Regions from separate parts of the Mus musculus genome. Here region 2 is linked to region 1. A link is a contact called in public HiCAR-type data. All regions are on one chromosome and are shown on one strand. Each heading gives the region's core, a stretch centred on a gene start, on an enhancer-like site or on the middle of the called end of the contact. The rest is flanking DNA. Distances are from core to core; before and after follow the strand shown.

The links. HiCAR-type assays count read pairs that join an accessible place to other places.
Region 2: a contact with region 1 is called in a HiCAR-type map of embryonic stem cells, with 4 times the contacts expected there. The contact joins two enhancer-like sites. A contact is called at or near these places in 8 of 39 promoter capture datasets (the 3T3-L1 cell line, 3T3-L1-derived adipocytes, cranial neural crest and 3 more), 3 of 484 Hi-C or Micro-C datasets (myocytes, nephron progenitors and reprogramming fibroblasts), 5 of 115 datasets of contacts at active chromatin or transcription factors (acute myeloid leukemia and embryonic stem cells) and 3 of 9 other capture datasets (embryonic stem cells, liver and pancreatic islet).

The regions. Positions count from the first base shown.
Region 1 is chr16:22,636,099-22,639,768 of GRCm38.p6, reverse strand. All of the region lies in intron 1 of Dgkg (diacylglycerol kinase, gamma), which reads left to right. Among named protein-coding and RNA genes, the nearest start is that of Dgkg, 19 kb to the left of the region's middle. Within about 2 kb of position 2,253, at least 6 of the 459 cell types and tissues checked have an H3K27ac peak or open chromatin away from gene starts, as enhancers often do. A contact at or near this core is called in embryonic stem cells, where this site is marked.
Region 2 is chr16:22,798,150-22,801,667 of GRCm38.p6, reverse strand. The region is part of intron 2 of Gm30416 (a long non-coding RNA gene); the gene reads right to left. Among named protein-coding and RNA genes, the nearest start is that of Gm30416, 7.6 kb to the right of the region's middle. Within about 2 kb of position 1,412, at least 34 of the 459 cell types and tissues checked have an H3K27ac peak or open chromatin away from gene starts, as enhancers often do. A contact at or near this core is called in embryonic stem cells, where this site is marked.

The DNA of each region.
Region 1 (3,670 bases), core at 1,004-3,503:
TTAACTAGAGTGTGTGTCCTTGCATGGTCCACAAGCAACATACACATTCACAAATGATAGTCATCAATTATGAAAGTCATGATACACATTGCTCATATCATAACCCCACACTGGATACAGGAAGTTATGCCAGCCCTCCTAGGCACACACAGCAGCTGCTTAGACGTCGGCCTTCAAGTGAGTGCTCTACATTTTCTCAGGAATTTTCCATTTCACCTACTTTTCCAAGAGCGGTACTATAAAAGTGCACACACGATCCTCTCATCATTCCCCACATCTCCTGTCTCTACTTGTGTGTCCTGCTTCCTTGCTGACATTGCTGGTAGTGGGGTTGTGTCCATGTGTCACCTTCCCTTACTGAGCCAGACTTGCAGGCTTTCTTGTTGTTGTTGTTGTTATTGTTGTTGTTTCAAATTAAGCAACACTGCCAACAAAAGAGGAGCTTTTGGTTTTTAAAATTTTTTTTAAGATATATTTTTATTATATGTGCATTTGTGTTTTGCCTGCATGTATGCTGCGTGAAGATGCTAGATCACCTGGAACTAGAGTTACAGACAGTTCTGAACTGCCATGTGAGTGCTGGGATTTGAACCTGGGTCCTCTGGGAGAGCAGCCAGTGTTCTTGACTGCTGAGATCTCTCTCCAGTCCCTTGTTTTTCATTTCTAAGTCATTTATTTCTGACTTTATAGCAGCCCTTTTTAGTCTGTTTAAATTCCTTTTGCATTCATTTTCCTAGTGTATGAGTTGGAGGCTTGATTCTTTTTTGGTGGGGCTATTGTTTAAATGGGTGGGTGGGTGGGTGGGTAGATAGGTGAATGGTTGCCTAGGTGGTCCGTTAGTGTGGTGGATAATAGGGTAGGTGGATGTGGGTAAGATTGGTTTTGATCTATCATGCTTTCTAAGAAATTTGTTCAAGGCTGCAAGTGTCCTGTAAGCACTGCTGTAAATTGTACATCTATCAAATCAATATAGATTGCTCCTACGCTTTTAATTTCTTTTTAAGCATGCACTTTCTTGAGAATGTGTGGAGGTCTTTCTTAGTTTCCATATTGTGAGATGAGATTGATGCCGAGCCTTAGGTGGAGGTCTCCAGACAGAAACATAATAGCATCACTGAGGAATGCTCTTGGGTGGGCTGGGGAGATGGTTGTCAGCAAAGTGCTTGCTGCATAAGAATAAGGTCATGAGTTTGGATTCTGTCACTCAAAAGAAAAATAAAAGGTACCTGTAGGGGCTGGAGAGATGGCTCAGCGGTTAAGAGCACTGACTGTTCTTCCAAAGGTCCCGAGTTCAAATCCCCGCAACCACATGGTGGCTCACAACCATCCGTAACAAGATCTGACACCCTCTTCTGGAGTGTCTGAAGACAGCTACAGTGTACTTACATATAATAAATAAATAAATCTTAAAAAAAATAATAAAAGGTACCTGTAATCCAGCTCTGAGGAAGTCGGGACAAGAAGATCTCTGGGGCTTGCTAAATTATTATACTCCAGGTTCAATAAGACATCTTGTCCCAAAAATAAAAAGGAGAGTGGCTGAAGAATCACTTGGTGTTGACCTCTGGCCTTCATGCACACACACTCACACACACACACACACACACACACACACACACACACACAGAGAGAGAGAGAGAGAGGGAGAAGGAGACGGAGAGGGAGGGAGAGGGAGAGAGAGAGAGAGAGAGAGAGGGAGGGAGATAGAGAGAGAGAAAGAGAGAGGGGGGGCTTGGCTAAGGGACAAGCTGGCATTATTCCCATTGAGAAGATGGCCCAGACCTTCATACGACACAGCTTTGTATCAGTCAGCAATTGTATATGTGCTGTGTAGTGCAACCAATTTAAACTTATCCCTGACTAGATTACAAATAAATGAGTCTCAGAGTATGGTTATTTTGTTTGGCTTTGACAATTACTGGGGAATAACTCCTAATCTACTCCTCTCACTGCTGGCCTGGCTGCCTCCCCAGTGGTGTACCACAGATATGTGCTGTTTCTCCTGGCCATGTGCTCATGGTCCATCTCCCCTCATGGTGGCTTCCTCCTCTTCTCATTCCTCCTCCTCCTCCTGGTCTCTCCTCTCTTCACCTGCAACCCAGTAACTGAAAACCCACCTACCTCTAATCCCTGCAGTAACTGGCTATAGCCAATTTTATTTAACCAATAGTTTTAAATTAAGGAATAAGGTTTGCACAACAAAAGCTTGTAACCCTCAGAATTCACTCATAGACCTAGAAATTAGCATTACAATGCATAACAACAGCCCAACCCTCCACAGCACTGCCCAGGAGGAGGTATGGTCTTAGACAAGGAAGTCCCTCCTCAGCTGAAGCAATTGCCGAAAAGGTTAGGCAGGCAGTGGACTGGCAGCCAGAACCTTCCGGGGCACAAGGGAACAAGGTGGGGAACAAATGTTTCTTTCCACGTGGGACTCCAGTCAGTACTGAGACTGTTTTCAGTTTAATATTTTAAATAACTTTTGCTTGCTGGCTCGTAGTTTGTATGAGGTTCTCCTCCATGCATCTTTAGAGCAGGCTTCTCAGTGATGTCAGGGTATTTAACGTGCACATATTTAACAAACGTGCTTGTCACCCTGAGATGGCCGGCTTCCCGTTGTTGGAAATTTGGCTACTGTAAACAACACCGCCACAAATATCCTTGGTGTGAAATCTTGCAGCGGTTGTGCCGTTATTGTCGCCTGTATACTTTAAGATAAGCCCACAGAACTAAATCTGGCGAAAATTCATCTTTGGGGCTAGAGCTGGCTGTCCTATTTGGCTAATATACCTCTACATCAGCGGTGGTAGTTTTCTTACTTTTTTTTCTGAACAAAGCTATTACCTTTAATTGTTAAGCAATTGTTTAATTGTTGACAGTTGGATAGGCGACCTTAATATCTTGTTGCCATGTCTCTGCTCAATGAAGTATATTTTAAATGAATACAAAATGAATGGCCTTCCCAGCCTAAGACAGTGGCATCAAGATTGTGACTAACATCCCAGGAGAGTGAAGTTACTGTTGAGAGGTGTTTTAAATATTATTTAATTCACTCTCTGACATTATCAGATGAGCAGCTTGAAGCCTAGAGAATGGAACTAACTGCTCAACTACTTAAATTAAGACTCAAAAGCTCCAAGACACACTTCAGCACCCTCTCTAGTTAGGGGGTAAATACGTTCGTCCTTCCCACTTGCAGCTGTCGTTTTGAAAGGGGATTCACGAATCACCTGAGAAGCACTTTTTATTTTGTAGTTTATTCAAAAGGCAATATGTAAATTTCTTGCCTATACGTTTGCACATTATCAATGGCTGTCTCCTGTGGAGCACTGCCATGTGACATCAGGGGCCTGTTATCTTTCTGTTGCATGACATAGTGGCAAAGAGCAGCGCCAGGGTCAGACCTCGTGGACTTCGGAGCCTTGGATACATCAATTAACAACTGCATGACCTAACCTGGCATTTCTAACATCTGAGCTTTAGTGTTGCCATCTTTTTATTTGTCTGTTTGGTTGGTTGGTTGGTTGGCTTTGATTTTAGAGATAAGACCTCATTGTTTAACGCAGGCTAGCCTGGAGATCACAATAGAGCCTGGACTGGCCTTGAACATGATTTTCCTGCCTCAGTTTTCCAAACGCTGGGATTATAAAATGGCACCAATATGATGGGG
Region 2 (3,518 bases), core at 163-2,662, 160 kb before region 1:
TGTCTATGTCTATGTCTATGTCTATGTCTATGTCTATGTCTATGTCTATGTCTATGTCTATGTCTATGTCTATGTCTATGTCTATGTCTATATCTATACAGGTTCTTTTGCTTACCGTGTATCTAGCTAGTTAGCTTGATCCAGAGCCTCCCTGTCTCTGGAGTGCCAGGACTACTGGTAGGACTGCCCAAACCACTGGGCTTTTCTGTGTCATCTGGAGTCCGGAACTCTATCCCTCATGCTTGCCCAGCAAGCACTGTACCTACCAAGCCACCTCCACAGTTCATGTCTGTTATTTTAGCAGGCGCTTCATAATTGGGGGAAATATGTCAGAGTCATCTAACCTATCCCATAACCTCGAGAAAAGCCACATTTAGCTGCTGCAGGAGTCTGGCCTTCTCGTGCCTGTCCCATTAGTCTCTTCCCTGGTTCTAGTTCTGGGCAGCTTCCAAAGCCAACATGGCTGTGTCTAGAATCCACACAAGTCAGAGCTTTTCAAACCTACACGTTATCCCCATAGTAAACACAACTCAAGCAGCTGTGTTGGTATTCGCTGAGACAATATGGAGAAACGCCTTAGCTATACCTATAATGGAATAAAGGCAGCTACCCTAAACCCTTTGCTGAAGGACATTCTTGGGAGGGGCCTTTCCGTGGTGAAAGGACTCAGAATCCACGGGGCTTCCAAGATGATGACTCAGGGGTCTACCGGTGACTTCACATCATTTCTGGACTGTTTGTGGGAGGGGAGGAGTCAAGGGGTGGTCAGGAGGAGTCAGGGGAGTATCGGGAAGTTCAGAGGCTTTTGGCCACATGATGGGGTGGCTACTTGCACAGAAATGGAAAGTTAATCTTCCTTTTTTTTTTTTCTGCCAGGACCGGAAGTACTGGCTTGACCCCATCTCAGATCTTTCTACTTTAGTTCTATTTTTCCAGTACCTGTGGCTCCCTTTGTGAGCCAGCAGCTATAACACAGTTGGGTGACTGTGGAATGAATAGCTTTCTGGGGAAATCCTGAAACAATTTGCCTCTTGGGAGTGAAGTACCCAGCAGGCAGGGATTTGTCCCCTTTGTTCACTTTAACAGCCACATCAGCCTGCGCACTGAACCATTGGGCCAGAACAATGGTGGGCCCTGGCAGTAATGCTGACCACATGGTTTCCGAACACACACTGGCTCGTTTGCCCAGGCTCACAGTAAGCCCTGTTAGGCTGGTCCTGCAGAACCCAGGGCTAAGTACAGAAAGATAGATCTTCAAACTATGTTTCTGTGAGCAAGTGTGGGAAAAAAAAAAGTCAGGAGGAGACCTGCTTGTGAGGGGGTTATGAATCGGAGTCACTCCCAAAGACTCCTCTAAAGGCTAAGCAACCTGGCAGTTGGGAGAGAGTCACATGGTCCTGCCTACTCAGTGTCTCCTGGCAACAACTTCACTCACACTGTCTTAGGGACCCCCTTGACTGGCTGGACTTTGACTCTCCCAGTGATTGTGTGAAGAGGAAGGTAGCTATGTTTGCCACTTGCTGCATGAATAGACTGACTCACAGAAAGACTATGTGTCTGTAGGGACAACTTCAGCCTTCCTGGGCCCTCGAGTCAAGAAGAGCCCTTTAATGTAACCAGTGTCATGCCAACCATGTCTCTGCGCGTGAGAATTTAGCCTCACATTTCCTGTAAGCATAATGGTGCTCTCAGTGTCGATGACCCTTGAGGTGTGAGTGAACGTAACGGGGATTAGCGCATTGGCCTCAGAGGGACCTAAGAGGGGATCGGTCCAGTGGACAGACAACTGGATTAGCTCATTGTCCTTTGTATTGTGTGTCTTCTCCTGCCCGCTGCTCTCCCCTTCTCTGGTACCAGAGAAAACTCTTCTAATTATTCTTCCATAATAAAGGAACATGGCAGATCTGCCCAAAGGAGGGGGCTTGATAGCCTGGCCTGTGGGTGTATCCTCTTTTCAAAAAAGAAAAAAAAAATCTAATCTATGAAAAGAAATCTCAAAGTTGGAAAACAAGAAAAGCAAGAGAAAAAATTCACTCTGAAATGACCACCTGTGTGTCTCTTTAAAGGCAACACTTGAAATTTGAACTGAATTTCAAACATTCCTAAAAGTCTGTTTATTTAGGAGCTGTAAAAGCGAGAAAACAAGTCCAGGATGCCAGAGCTTGCCGTCCCCTCAGACTTGTTAAATCGGAAGTCAGTCTGTGACCTTCTCACACTGTCCTTAGGTCCTGGAAAAAAGAGCCTTTTGCTTACAAGGAGTCCTGCACCATCCTGAGCCGCGACAGGAGAGCGCCCCCTCCCTACCCCAGGCGCCATGCCCCACTCCCACTCACCCCAGGCGCCATGCCCCACTCCCACTCCCACTCCCACCCCAGGCGCCATGCCCCACTCCCACCCCAGGCGCCATGCCCCACTCCCACTCCCACCCTGTGGACAGGTATGGGAACAGGGCTGACCTTTCAAGCCATGCCTAAAGCACAGAAATAGTTGGCTTGTAAGGATGGGGTGGGGAAGTTGGGGAAGATGTGCCTGGTAAGCTTTGTCTCAGCCACAAGAGTTCCCCCAGGCAGCAGGTACAAGCTGCGATCTGTAATCGTCTGATCCAGCATCAGACCCACTGCATCCTCTTCCTCCCTGTTCAGAGTTTCTCATAGGCAGGGAGGGAGGCATCTAAAGCACCCTGGTTGGCTGCTAACACAGAGGAAAAGGTACTGATTTCTTTGTTTTAAAAAAGATCACTTTCAGAACTGTTCTTGGGTCTACCAAGATCTATGGAATGGCCGAAGAGCCAACTCAAAAGATGCCAGAAACTGCATTTGGGGTGGGCTGTTGCACTCTCCCATGCAGGCAGCTTGTGCAGGAACAGCCCAGGGGTACTGAATGCAGAAGGGTGGGGTCAGGGAGAGAGCCACAGGGTAGCCTCAGAATTGAGGAAGTTCTGGCCTGTGGCTTGGCAGGGTAAGTTCACTGGGACATCCTCCCAGCATTATACAGCCCACTTGTTAAAAGCTTTAGCATGATGCAGGCACCACCAAAACCAGGATTGAACATTGTCGACCCTCCCCAAACAAATTCCTTTGGGTCTCTTGGGTGTCTCTGCTTGGAGCCTACCGTGACTCAGCCTCTTGGCTGAAGCCACTGTCCTTCCCTTGGCTCACCTTCTCCCGAGGTCCTGAGTGGGATCGGGCAGTGTGTGGTTCCACACAGATAATGTTTGGGGATACATCTGTGTGTACAGCACACGTCAGTAGTTCTTTTTTATTACTTAGCAACTATTTTATAGACGTACCCTTTTTTATTTTTAATAATTCAAGAGTAAAGGAAATGGGACTGTTTCCAGATACTCTGCTTTTGTTTATAGTGTCTTTAAAGTCTCCGGAACCATGTGTCTAGCCAGTCTAATTCCACAAAATAACTGTTTTCCCTTCCTTCTTTTAGAGTGATGTGCTGAGACCTGTCTGGAGGTTCCGAGTTGGTGAGCTGACACACCCATACCTGCCTGCCTTGTTTCATAAAGC